Linked DNA regions of Danio rerio: region 2 is linked to region 1. A link is a contact called in public Hi-C data. All regions are on one chromosome and are shown on one strand. The core of a region is the stretch at or near the end of the contact, and the rest is flanking DNA. Distances in the headings are between cores, read along the strand shown. Region 1 overlaps pfkfb4b (6-phosphofructo-2-kinase/fructose-2,6-biphosphatase 4b). Region 2 holds the start of ddi2 (DNA-damage inducible protein 2).

Region 1 (7,058 bases), core at 3,042-5,541:
TTTACTTGTTCTAGTGGTTGTCCATATAGTTTTAAAGCGAGTGATATGGTTTTATGTCGTCTTGAGAAACAGATGACCTGAGTTTTTGCAACAGATAGTTTGAATCCCCATTTATTTGCCCATTTTTCTACCTCAAATATTGCATTCTGTATTTTCTTTTGTACAAATGACACATTCCGACCTCTAATCCATAGTGCCCCATCATCTGCATACAATGATTTTCCTATACTTTGTTCAATCTGAGAGAAAATGTCGTTTATCATTATATTGAACAATAATGGGCTGCAAACACTACCTTGAGGAGTTCCATTTTCCACTGTGTATTCATGTGAATATTCTTTTCCTACCCTAACTTGTATTTTTCTTCCAAATAAGAAATCCATGACCCAATTATATGTTTTGCCAGTGACTCCTAAAGATTTTAATTTAATCAGCAATCCCTCTTTCCAAAGCATATCGTATGCCTTTTCTATATCAAAAAAGATAGCTATCACAACTTCTTTGTTAGTCTGTGCTTTCCTGATGTCTGATTCCAAACATAATACTGAGTCCATAGTATTTCTGCCTCTGCGGAACCCACTCTGATATGGAGAAAAAAGGTTTTTGCTTTCTAAAAAATATGTAATTCTTTCTGTAATCATTCTTTCCATTATTTTGCATAAGTGGGATGTCAGTGAAATGGGTCTATAGCTAGAAGGATCTGATGGATTTTTCCCTGGTTTAAGTATAGGTACTACTATAGATTGTTTCCATGCTATAGGTAATTGACCCATATCCCAAATTTGATTAAATAAATTTAGTACTATTTCTAGTGATGCCTCTGACATGTGTGACAACATTTTATAGCATATTTCATCCTTACCTGGGGCAGTTTGTCTTGCGCTAATGATTGCTCGTTTTAATTCAAACATATTAAACTGTAAATCTAAAGGATTTTCGGTTGTTTTTACTTTCTTTAAAAGATCAGGATGTTTAGTTAATGTAGTATTTCTGCATTTCCTAGCCTCTTCAGAGAGATTATCTGAACTATGTACATTTCTAAAATGTTGGACTAATAGTTCCGCCTTTTCTAGGTTGCTGATCGCTACTATATCGCCATACTGTAACACTGGTAATTCATAATTTCGTCTAACACCTGCCATTCTTCTAATCATACCCCACACCTCTGATAATTGTACCTCTCGTCCAAGACTATTGCAATATTCTCTCCAGAATATACGCTTTTGTGTTTTAATAGTTTTTCTTAATATTGTCTGAGCCTTTTTATACATGATCATAGCTTCCAGTGAATGGTGTTTTTTAAGATGTCTAAATGCTTTATTTCTCGCTTTAATAGCTGCTTTACAATCATTATTCCACCAAGGTACATTTTTAGTACAACCAACTCCTTTACTTTTAGGTATTATTTCTTCGGCTGCTTGAATTATTTCATTAACAATTTTATTATCTAAAATGTTTACATCTCTCTGGTTTATTATTTGTATTGTCATAACTCTCTTATCACATAATTCTTGAAATTCTTTCCAATTTACTTTCTCCAATTTCCATCTTGGAATTCTATCTTCTTTTTCATACATTATCTTTAATCCAATTTTAGTTACTACTGGGTAATGGTCACTACCTATTGTATTGTGCTTGAGTACTTTCCATGTGCTAACCGCTGCTAATGAACTACTAATAAATGTTAAGTCTAGTACGCTTTCTGTATTTTTAAAACAATTATACCGTGTGCCTTCACCATTATTTAGACAAACTAAATATTTTTCATCTATAAATTCTTCAAGAAGAATCCCATTTGCATCATTACTATTACTCCCCCATAATGAATTATGTGAATTAAAATCCCCACACCATAAAACACTGTCTTGTCGTACACCCATTACTTCTTCTAATATGTTTTGATTTAATTTATCACAGGGATTATAATAATTAATAATGTCTATACATCCCCTATCCGTCCATACCTTGATTAAAATTGATTCATACTTTGTATTTATTTGTTCTATCCTAAACTTCATTCCGCTTTTTATAAATGTTGCAATTCCTCCTCCTCTGCTATGATTCCTATCATTTCTAACTATATTATATCCCTTAATATTAAAATCTAATTGAGGTTTTAACCATGTTTCTTGTATGCATATTATATTAGGTTTCTCTATAATATTATCAATATATTTTTTAAATTCTTGGCCATTCGCAATTAAGCTTCTTGCATTCCATTGTAGAACGTTTAACATTTAAGACGTTCCTCCCCCAGGCTGGGATGATTGTGTATCTTCATTTAAGATGTCCCTAACCGTTTCCCAGAGCAGATCCTTCACATCCAGGTATTTTTCTGCTGATTTGATTATTATTTTGATTCTTTCATTCCTACTTTTCGTTTGAGCGGAACAATTTATTATCTCTGCCATGAATATTACAAAATCATTTTTGCTCACTATCAGAGTTTCCGCTTTCAGTTGTTCACATTTTTGACATGTCTCTGTATTTTTGTTCCTGTTTTCATTTTGTTTAGACACAGTCATAATTTCTGGAACCTTTTTTAATGCTTCCGCATAGCTGATTCCTTGAACAGCTTTTACTCTTTGTACTTCTGCCTGCCTTTTGCTAACCTCACACCCTCGATACGCTGAGCTATGATCCCCTCCACAGTTGCAACATTTCAACTTTGCACCCTCTTCACATTTTCCATATTCGTGTTCCCCACTACATTTACCACACCTTTGCTTTCCCTTGCAAAAAGCTGCTATATGTCCAAATCTCTGACATTTATAACACCGAAGGGGCGGGGGAATGTACAGTCTTACATCATAGCACATATACCCGATTAATATCTTTTTCGGGAGTGTCTCCTCATCAAATGTGACCATAACAGAAAGACTATCACAAGCACTTCCATTTCTGTTTGTTCTTAAGCGTTTAGCTTCGACCACATTTGCATTTGTTATGCTTGCTTTCACTTCATCTGCCGAAACATTGACAGGAATTCCTGTCACAACGCCTTTAACATATCTTTTCCCGTTTGTCTTGGAACATTCTACTTTTTTTCCATTGATTTTATTCACCTTAATTGCTTTAGCTTGCTGTTTTTCATCTTTACAGAAAATCAGTATCGATCCGTTTCTCAAGATTTTTGCACTCTTTATTATACCTATTTCCTTATGCAGTGTTTTGGTTAGTTGTATCGGATTCATACCTCCAAATGTGTCCCCTTCTTGCACAGGTTTAGCAAATACCTTGTATTCCACTGTCACCGTTTCCTCTAGGGCTGAGCATCTATCCGAATCACTTTCATCAGATTTATTTCTTCGTTTCTTTTTCCGTTTGTTGTTTTTAACCATGTCCCATTTTTCATAGTTCCCGCAAACTACTTCCATATCTCCTACTTCATTTCCTGATTCGTCACTTCCGTCTGCATTCTCCTGTCCACTCACATTCCAGTTGTTGCCAACCGCCATGGAGTCTATCCGCCTTGCCATCCTCCGTGCTGAGGACCCCTACTCCAAGCCGCGAGTGGCGTCTCTCGTTTCGTATCCCGGATGCTCGGGATGTATGTCATATCGGCTGAGCGATATCAATGACCGACTGTACCGTAACGCCAGCAACAAACGCGCACTAAAAAACGCCAAAACACCTCCCTACCAAAACAACTCGGTGGTTTCAGGATGAAGCATCGATTAAATAGCAGTTGCATAAATACAGACACTGTGGTAACATAGTGAATTAAGAAATCGTCTGAGCAGATTTATGTTTGCAATGAAATTACTCAATGTAGCCGAGTTTTATAAGTAATATCACACTTAATGAAAAAAGGTAACTAGAATAATCATTTATGCCACCGGCTACTAGTTTATGACCAAACAGCGGACTATTTTAACCTGAATATGCTACTCAACGTTTTTTTTTTTAGACCAAAACATGACTATTTCAGGTGGTTAATGGCTTTTACTAATGATAATCATGTGTACAATACAGAGTAATTCACGTTTCATTTCATATAAACATGTAAGGGCTCTCAGCAAGTATTTCTCATCATATTGAAACTGGGTGAATGGGCGCACAAATTGCACAACTTACATTGCACATAATGCTGCAATGCATTTGTTGTGTGTTAGTGTACCGTAAAACAACTCAATGATGTGGTCTGATAAAAAAGAAATAAGGAAGGGGCAAACAAGAAGTTCCTAGTTTTTCGTAGAAGTTTGAGAAAAACAGATCTCCTGTTCACATGAAGCGCACATGGGTAGTGAATGTTGATGTGTTATTGTCCAATCAAAGCCCCTCGACTGCGAGGAAGCGACCAATAGAAAGGCGGAGAGCGTGCACGAGGAGGCGTGCGCTGAGGGGCACAGCGAGGTGAATGACTTGAACGTTCTGTTCTTTTTCACCGCTAAACCCATTACTGAAGGAGTCTGCACTGTAAGCACATATAGAGAGCACTGGTCCAGGAATGAGAAATGCTGTAATGACTGAATAACTTCCATAGAATAATAATAATAACAGTAATATCAATAATAATAAGTCAAAGTCAGTATTATTGTCAATTCTGCAACATACGGAGAATTGAATTAGGTTTCTCTCAGACCAATATGCTTTTACCATTGAGCACTGACGTATAAATTCAAATTATACAAGTGAATTGCTCATTTTAATTTGAGACGTCTTTATATCTATGCAGGTTTATTTTAATAAGGTTGTACAATATTTACAACTGATATTATAGTATTTTAGCTTCCTATCTGTATATGTTTAGTCATAATGATTGCCTGTAACATGCAGGCCCATAGCCAGGGGGGTTCGGGTAATTCGAAAGACCCCCACCCCCCACCACCCAATGACAAAGTCCAGAATTTATCTCCTAAATAAACTAATTTGTCCCTTTTTTCATAGTATACCATCATAAATTGTGAAAATAACTGATAGAAGAAGGCTTTAGGACTAATTAATGTTTAATTATTCAAATTTACAAATTCTGACTATTGAAATGAGCTGGTCAGTATGTTATTTATGTTTTTAGTAATTTTTAATAGTTTTAATTTTTGTTAATAATGGATAATAAATTTGGATTTTAAAAATAAGTATTTTACATACTTTATTCTACATTTTTAATGTAAAATTCTAATTTCTGAATGTAATTATCATTACATTATTAATAAAAATTTACTTTTTGTAACCCTTTGTGGTAAAATAGTATGGTAAGCACTTTGACAAACTTGTAGGAAATATTTTTGTTGCTTTTAAAAAGTGTGGTTATGATCACCATCCGACAAGCTAACACTGCAAAGATAAGCGCTTAACATGTTACAAAAATGTGGTATTTGAACCACATAAATGAACAGAAAATGAAGTGAATAACTGCAAAAAATTCCACTTTTTAAGAAAAATAGGCTGGCTATGGGCCTGGGATGAAAAGCTTATAAGAACTAATAATAATAATAATAATAATAATAATAATAATAATAATAATAATATATTTTATTTATAACACGCTTTTCTAAAACCCAAAGCGCCTACAAGAAAGTACAAACAACAAAGTACAGTAAACAATAAAAAATATAATAAAAAACACAAGAACTGGCTGAAAAGGCATGTTCATGAGAGTAAACAGCAGATATCCTCAAAACATACTGCAACAACAAAATGAAATTGGAACTTTTAGAAATCAAAACGTTCAACAGTTTAAAGCTAGTAACCTATTTGTCCACAAAACTAGTTTCAAGCTTAAATTAAAGCCTGTAGTGAAGTGTCAGCTAGTGTATTTTTAGGGAGTGTGTTTTGCAGATGCTGCAGATACAAGGGATATCCTGCTGCTTATCTTATCTGAGAGGGAGATCCTCCATAACGGTTCAGTATGACAGCAGGACAGGAGGGCCATCTTGTGGGTGAATAGGGAATCATACAAAATATCATTGTGCATAATGCATGTTATTGAAGAAAGTGCATGATATTTCTAAAATAAACACAACTTATTTTTATCACTCTTTAAAACTCACTACATTTCTTATTTTTATGACAAAAAATGGGTGATGAAGGGAGGGAGAGAGAAGGGGTAAAAGGGTGAGAGTCTCCAGTCAGCAGGTCAGGAGGATTAATCTCTTTAAACACATGGGACAAGCGCAGGCTGGCTACTAATTGCTACTTTGATAATTTTCCACTTGAAGATCTTTGTGGTCATTTAACTTGTATAACTTATACAAGATCATTATATATAAATATACAAATCATTTTCATTTAAATATGTATATTTTTTGTAATTATTATTTACGTGTTTTCAACTTTGTTATGATAGGAAAGTGATTTTATTATCATGTTGGCATTATGTCACTGCACCTCTAAGGTAATTGAATATGGCGGCGCGGTGGCGTTGCCGTGGTTATCAAAGTCAGTGGCGTTCTAAAAAGAATGTGTTAGAAAAGCGGTCGATGACGTTGAGCAGCCAGTGTGAGCTGCAGCTGCAGAGTGTCTGACCAGTGCGGACATTAGGCGGTATGTGAAGATCCTTATAAAAGTCAAATTTTAGCTTATTATGTTTGGTTGTTTCGACGTATTTTTGCTGAAGGTCACTTTAGATTTTAGTATTTTTCTCTGTCCTATCGTTTCAGATTATTAAATTAGCTTTTCCACGTCTTTTTAGAGTATTGTCGACTTGTCAGTTTTAGGATTTTGAATATATATATATATATATATATATATATATATATATATATATATATATATATATATATATATATATATATATATATATATATATATATATATATATTTCTAGGTAATGTATTAAGTAGCCCATATATAATAGCAGAGTGCTATTATTTGTTATGTTCTCAGGTTGGTAGACTGAGAGGAGTTTGCGTCAACCAGACCACTACTTCAGGCCGACATGGGTAAGGTTCGCAGGTTTTTTTTTCTGTGGACACAGAAGCTAACTTTAATTTTTGTGTTTCTCCAAGCTTCAAACATGGCAAATTTACTCAAGTCTATGTTCTGCGGCCGCACCATTTGAATCACATCCAGATTCATTTAAATCTGAAAAAGAAACTAAATCAAAAGCCACATCG
Region 2 (6,957 bases), core at 2,420-4,919, 550 kb after region 1:
TCGTGTGCATTGCTGCAGCATGTGGAGCTCTGTTAGTGGTGTCTTTGTCTTTTACAGACTGGAGTGTAGGAATAACACACCTCAGCAATGACCGGACACTGATGGTTAGAGGTCAGGTATTTCCTGAAATCCTGAAATATAGATGCCCTTCCAAGAGGAAGGGGGTGGAGGTGGGCATAGATTTTTAGATGTCTTCTCTGTGGCAGTTATTTAGATTGTACACTGTTAACCCTTGCTGTAGATTATGCAGTAAATAACCCTAAAATAGCCAGTGTTTTCCTTTAATAAATAAAAACAGTGTTTACTGTAAAACGAGTAGGATTTGTATGAAATTGTGTTGTGCAAAGAATAAATGATTAATGGTGAATTACTGTTCAACAATTACTGTCCCGTCTACTCTGATGTTTTATGTGGTTATTTGTAGAGAAGTGCGTTATCTTAAGACAGAAAACAATGGTTTAGGCACATACACGGGCTGTGTTGCCCCTTTAAGGGAGCCAGGGGTTTGATGTGTTTACTTCTGAGTGTGCTCCATTCTCTGTCTAGTTTAGATGCAGAGTCTGATATTTTTTTAAGCCTTAGTAAGAATCTAAAATAAGTGTGTAAATGTGTTCAAATATGTTTGGGGTTTGTAAAATATTATCTGTGTATTAAATCAAATTGTTGTTATCTTGAACTGTGTACTTGAAAGCTACTTTGTTAGCTAGTTAGCATTTCCTCACAACTTCTTACATAACTTTGCTATAATGTACAGATGCAAACAATGTAGTGTGCCTTTCTGCCAACTAAGCAGTTTTTATACACAGTAAACATTCGGTTTCAATCTCCTCAGTGTAACTGCACAGAAATCCTCACAGGGAATCACAAAAGATGATGCATACTGTAGACATACTCGCAAACCTTCACTGTCAGGTCTGAAGTTGTGAATTACTTGTTTTTCAGAGCTGTTTCCACATGTGAATTTATATTAGGAACAATAGAAAAGTTTGTTTCCTTGAGCTTTTTAATAGCCTAAATAAAAAAAAATGAATTCTTGGTGTTGCTGAATTTATTTTTGTTTTTAAAATTAAACACACACACACACACACACACACACACACACACGGTTGAAGTCAGAACTATTAGCCTGCCTGTTTATTTTTTTTCCCAATATCTGTTGAAACAGAGCAGATTTTTTTTCAACAAATTTCTAAACATAATAGTTTTAATAACTTATTTCTAGTCACTGATTTATTTTATCTTTGCCATGATGACAGTAAATAATATTTGACTAGCTATTTTTCAAGACACTTCTATACAGCTTAAAGTGACATTTTAAGGATTAACTAGGTTAATTAGGTTAACTAGGCAGGTTGGGTTAATTAGGCAAGTTATGGTATAATGATGGTTTGTTCTGAAGATCAGAAAAAAATAGCTTAAAAGGGCTAATAATTTTGACCTTAAAATGGTGTTTAAAAATTTAAAAGTGCCTTAAAAAGAATCAAGAGCTAATAAGTCTGACTTCAACTGTACATACATGCATACATACATACATACATATATGCACCTCCGCTGAGATGCCCAACCAAGACAAACCACCTGATTCTGAACAGCAGAAGATTGGCCTGACGCCCAGACTGAAGACATCACCTGAATGACCAGAAGACTCTTCAAATTACTGCCTATGTGGTTACAGATGGACCAATTCAAACTACTGTTCTGTACTCTTTTCTAGCTGAAATAAATATCACACACACACACACACACACAACAGAATAAATCTTTAAATGACCTTAATTTATTGAATATTTTTAATTTAAAAAAATGTTTTCAGTGATTTGAAATGGTTGAGTGACTTTCACTAAAACACATAATTGAAAGTAATGGATCATTTCATCAAACGTAATACTTACAGCCCTGGGGAAAAATAAATTAAAAATAAATAAATATACAACCCCTTAAAAGTTATTGGTTATTCAGAATTGAATTAATGTGTGTGATCTATTCGTATATTCAAAGAATAAAGTTTATTGTACTTTATTGCATTTTAATATGAAATTTGATTTTTAAAAATAAAAATAATCCTCAAAATAAGAATCTAAAACTTCCAGTAGGTGGTGGTAAAGTCGAATGAGTGAGACGATTCGTTCAAACAACTGAATCATTCAACAAAGTAAGCTGTCTGGACTGTTTGAAACGTGTGCTGCATCCCAATTCACAAACACGTACAAACTGTTGTAATTCCTACAGAGTTCACCTGATTTGGATGTAAATACCCTCAAATTAAAGCTGACAGTCTGCAGTTAAAGCACATCTTGTTTGTTTCATTTCAAATCCATTGTGTTGATGTAAAGAGCCAAAAATGTTAGACTGACCATTTATGCGTTCCTTTTAGCCAATGGTGTATGCAATGGTGTATTAGTATTCATGCTCGAATTATAGCTATGATTATACACGGTAACACGGCACACGCAGTGGCGTAGTGCAACATGTGTGAGCCCACCCACAAGAATTAAGAAGGGGCTTATCTTGCGTGGCCCCCCATCATGCGGGGCATGCCCATCCCCTACGCCAATGAGCACACACTACTTTATATTCTATTTGCTAATATTATTTAATCTTTTCAGATATAGGGGAGAGCGGGGCACAAAGTAACACTTTTTGATTTTGGTCAAATAAACAAAGTAATGGAGTTAGACAAACCATGTTTTTTTTTTTTTTTTTTTACCAATAACACACAAGCCTCTCCAACAAATAAGCACAAGAATTATGATGCCAGGCCGATGGTTTCTGTGCAGTATTGCCAAAAGTGACAGCTGTATAAATGTTACTATTTACCCCACCTGCGGGGCAAGTTGGGTTAGTTAACACATGCATACAAGGCAGATTACACACCATTAATTTAAATTCAGTTTACTTTAAATATTAGCTATATTTCCTCAGTAATTGACTCATTTCTTTTTTATTCTACTTAACACAGCATGTTTATTTATTTGTTTATTGGATAAACACATTTGAATCTATTTGCATTATTATCCATTTTATACATAGATTTTACATTTATACTTTTACAGATTTTTTCAAATAAAAAACTAAAAAACTTGTGTTACATTTAACTCTGTGTTACTTTTTGCCCTCCGCTCCCCTAATTTATTATTTTAGTCTAATTTTATTTTTAGTTTAATTTTATTATTTTACTATACAATATTTTATTATTGTATAGAATTTGTACTATTAATTACTTTTTCTAAACTATTTTGTTAACTTTTATAAAACTGTAATAAAAAAAATGACTCCAGCACTATTTTTAGTAAAGGAGATCCATTTATTGATAATACATTCCATAAAATATACATTACAAGTTTAAGCTTTCTTACTTCTAGGTAACTGGAGTTTTTTCACACTATGAACTTTATATATATATTAAAACAGGAGCATCTCCGATCAGTTGCGTCTGTTTATGGCACGATAATGACCGGATTAAGATGGCAGCCACGTTGACGTATCAAAGCAACGGGTGGTTCTGACTTCCTGTTTCACTAAATTACGACACACGTAATCTACGACAGTTTGCGGCAGTGGCTGGAGACCAGTGGAAAGGAAGTGAACGAATTATTTAGTGAATTGAGGTTGTTCGTTCAGTTGTTTCTCCATGCGCTTAACTTTTTTCATTATCACATTTTACACTGAGTGTCAACAGGACAGCCTTGGATACATTTCCGACAGAAAACTCTAGAGCAGGGGCAGTTTCTGACAGCGAGAGAGAAGCAGTAACCGGGCAATGCTGCTCACCGTGTTTTGTGCACCGAGAGACCGCTCGGAAACCACTTTCGCCCTGGACGTGTCCCCGGAGCTTGAACTCAGGGATTTCTTGGCTCTTTGCGAACTAGAATCAGGAATACCAGCCGGGGAAATTCAGGTGAACGTCTTCAAAAAGTGTTGCAACAGTTAGCTACTATGCTAAGCGATCTGACTAAACAAATTAGTGTCGACACAGTCCACGCTATTAATAGCATACTGAGCCCATGTCAACACTTTAGGAAAACCCCAAATCTGAACAGATTATCAATCTGTAGCGCCCTTAACGACAAACATTTGACAATAATAGGTTATCCCAAGGAAACGTTGCTGTTTTTGTTAACTTGTCAGGAAACTATAATACGTGGAATTGTGTGTTGTTAAAACAAAACACAACTGAAGCTTCATTGATTGGGGTGTGTCGAGATAGCTGATGGTGTTGATTGAAAATCGAAAGGGAAACTTGTATGCCTGCTAAATAGTGCATGAAGATATTTGTATGTTGGCTTTCAGAATTAAAAAGTGATTTTAGGTGCTTTGAAACAACAAATAAAATGCAACTTGTGCTATTCAGATCATATATGCAGAGCAGCCTTTACAAGACCCCACCCGGGCCCTGGGGAACTATGGCCTGAAAGATGGAGATGTGCTGGTGTTAAGACAAGCAGAGAGGTTACGAGCACCACCACAGCCCACAGTTCCAGGTGAACCCGCATAGCTTGATCTGTTGTACAACAGTTTAATACTATCTTATCACATCGATAATCAAAATGAACTTTAATGTCTTAGGCCTGCCTCGCATCGACTTCAGTTCCATTGCTGTTCCTGGGACGTCCTCAGGCCAAAACAGAAACAGACCGCAACAAGCCCAGCGTCCCAGTACAACCCAGCCACCACCACCCCAAGCCACCACTTCTCCAGGTTCAGGCGTTTCTCCTCAGGGATTGGACAACCCTGCCTTGCTACGAGACATGTTATTGGCAAATCCACATGAGCTGTCGCTTCTGAAGGAGCGCAACCCTCCACTTGCTGAAGCTCTGCTGAGTGGAGATCTTGGTAAATGAAGATGAAGAGGATTAAATGCATCTGTACCGATTACTGACGATTTTCTTGATGATATGATGATATTATTTTGATACCCTTTTTTTAGAGCGCTTCACTAAGGTGCTAATGGAGCAGCAGCAGGACCGGGCACGGAGAGATCAGGAGAGAATCAAACTGCTGACTGCAGATCCTTTTGACTTGGACGCTCAGGCCAAGATTGAGGAGGAAATCAGGTAACAAATAAGGGGTGAGATCGTATGCACAGAAAAACGTTGGCTGTTTCTCAATGCCATTAATGCAGAGAACAGACTTGAGTTCTTGTGGAGAGCAGTCTCGCCAAGTTACCTCGGAAGAATAAACTTTGGGAGACTACAGCCCCTTTCACACAGTGATACCGGTAAATATCCGGAAAATTTCCGGAACGACTTTACCGGTATATTCAAAAAAGCGCTGTTCACATAGACGAGGACGTTACGGAATTTTTCCAGAAAAGACCGTTCACACATCCATTTCAAAAATACCGGTAAATTCTGACATCATTCACCACAAATGAGCCTTAAATGGCTGCGCTTGTATTTGTAAACATTTGACTACATTACAAACTCTGTGGATGATCAGTATTGTGAACAACTTCGATGAAAACATATGGAGAATCACTTTTGCATGTCCAGATGTTCATAATATGTGCGTGTGCTGGCGCTCACAGGCTGTTTCACAGGCACACGCAAAACTTGAAGGTAAACAAACAACGGCTTATCATAAGCATCTTATCGATGATTATTTACACAGTTGGCATTAAAAAGAACATATAAACGTTATTTGACTAACTTCTAGCAGCTAAATGCGTCTGAGAAAATATTCAAAGGCTTTTATTCTCATAAACCGCACGGACGTAAGCGCGTCTGACCGTTCTGATTGGCTAAAGCAGACGTCTTACGTCAGCACGTTCTAGATGTGCACACGGTCTTTCCGGCAATCTTCCTTCTGCGTTCACACAGCGCAGCATTCCGGCAAATTACCGGTAATGTTAAAACTTCTCTTTCCGGAAAATAGCCAGAACGAATTTACCGGTATTTTTAAAAAGGACCTGTTCACACATACAACCTTTCCGGAAAATTGCCGGTAATTTTCCGGAAAGGTCTGCATGTGTGAAAGGGGCCTAGAGAACAGAGAACGCATCCTTTGAGGAATGAGATGCGTTTTTCCTGATGGTTACATAACCTTCAAGCATTTTGAACGGAACATAATTTTAACGTCACAGTGTTCATATACCTTTTTAATCATGATAATGTTTAATTTCACCATCTTATTTAAGAAAGCTCCTGAGATAAAGAGTTATATCTCTGAGCTTTAATAATAAACATATATAAAATGCTGTGTTTTTCTGCATTTGCTTTATTGGTTGATGATGATGATGATGATGATTGATGTCATGATATCTATTTTTTGACGTATGATTTATTGCACCAAAATATATTGTGATAAACTATATCATTTTTATTTTAAGACTATTTTATGTTACCCAGTGTGAAAAAATAATATCATCATGATGCAAGTACACACTTCAAAAGAACACAATATTTTATTCTTATGAATATTTCATTTAATTCATTTAATTTGTCATATTAACAATTTAAAAATAAAGCGTTGATATCAGAATGTGAAACCCATAGCCGAAATAAATAACAATAAATGTTATTGTTAAACTGCGATATCCATTTTCAGTTGTCAGACATCCACATAAAAAAACATACTATAGTGATGTATAGTAAATGCTATAATTTTTTAACCATACGGACACGTCCAATAGGGGTAGATATGTTGCACAATCAGCTAAATTGTTGCTAGAATTGGTTTTTATGTATGGGCGATACATATTTGCGTCACCAAAAATGGTTTAGGTCATGTGCACATGTAAGTCGATATATTGATTATTGTAACAGGGCTACACAAGCACGCATATTGAGAAACAGCCATAGTCTATGACATGTGGATTAAAACAAAACAAAAGAATGCATTGAATGGTTAACATGTTTATTTTATTTCCCAGACAGCACAACATTGAGGAGAATATGACCATTGCTATGGAAGAAGCACCTGAAAGTTTTGGCCAGGTTGTGATGCTCTACATCAACT

What was found. Hi-C and Micro-C count contacts between places; a contact is called where the count stands out from the background.
Region 2: a Hi-C map of embryo shows a contact between it and region 1, with 11 times the contacts expected there. The contact joins the promoter of ddi2 here to the enhancer-like site in region 1. A contact is called at or near these places in 3 of 18 Hi-C or Micro-C datasets (embryo and an unstated tissue) and 1 of 4 datasets of contacts at active chromatin or transcription factors (caudal fin).

Annotation. Positions count from the first base shown.
Region 1 is chr6:42,560,915-42,567,972 of GRCz12tu, forward strand. The region is part of intron 1 of pfkfb4b (6-phosphofructo-2-kinase/fructose-2,6-biphosphatase 4b); the gene reads right to left. Among named protein-coding and RNA genes, the nearest start is that of pfkfb4b, 20 kb to the right of the region's middle. Within about 2 kb of position 4,292, at least 59 of the 62 cell types and tissues checked have an H3K27ac peak or open chromatin away from gene starts, as enhancers often do. A contact at or near this core is called in caudal fin, where this site is marked.
Region 2 is chr6:43,106,759-43,113,715 of GRCz12tu, forward strand. It overlaps ddi2 (DNA-damage inducible protein 2), which reads left to right and starts at 3,670. Exons shown (of 10, transcript NM_198375.2): 1 at 3,670-3,898; 2 at 4,352-4,481; 3 at 4,567-4,833; 4 at 4,928-5,054; 5 at 6,872-6,957. The coding sequence starts at 3,761. LOC101884206 (a long non-coding RNA gene) reads left to right here. Exons shown (of 11, transcript XR_012408093.1): 11 at 1-1,047.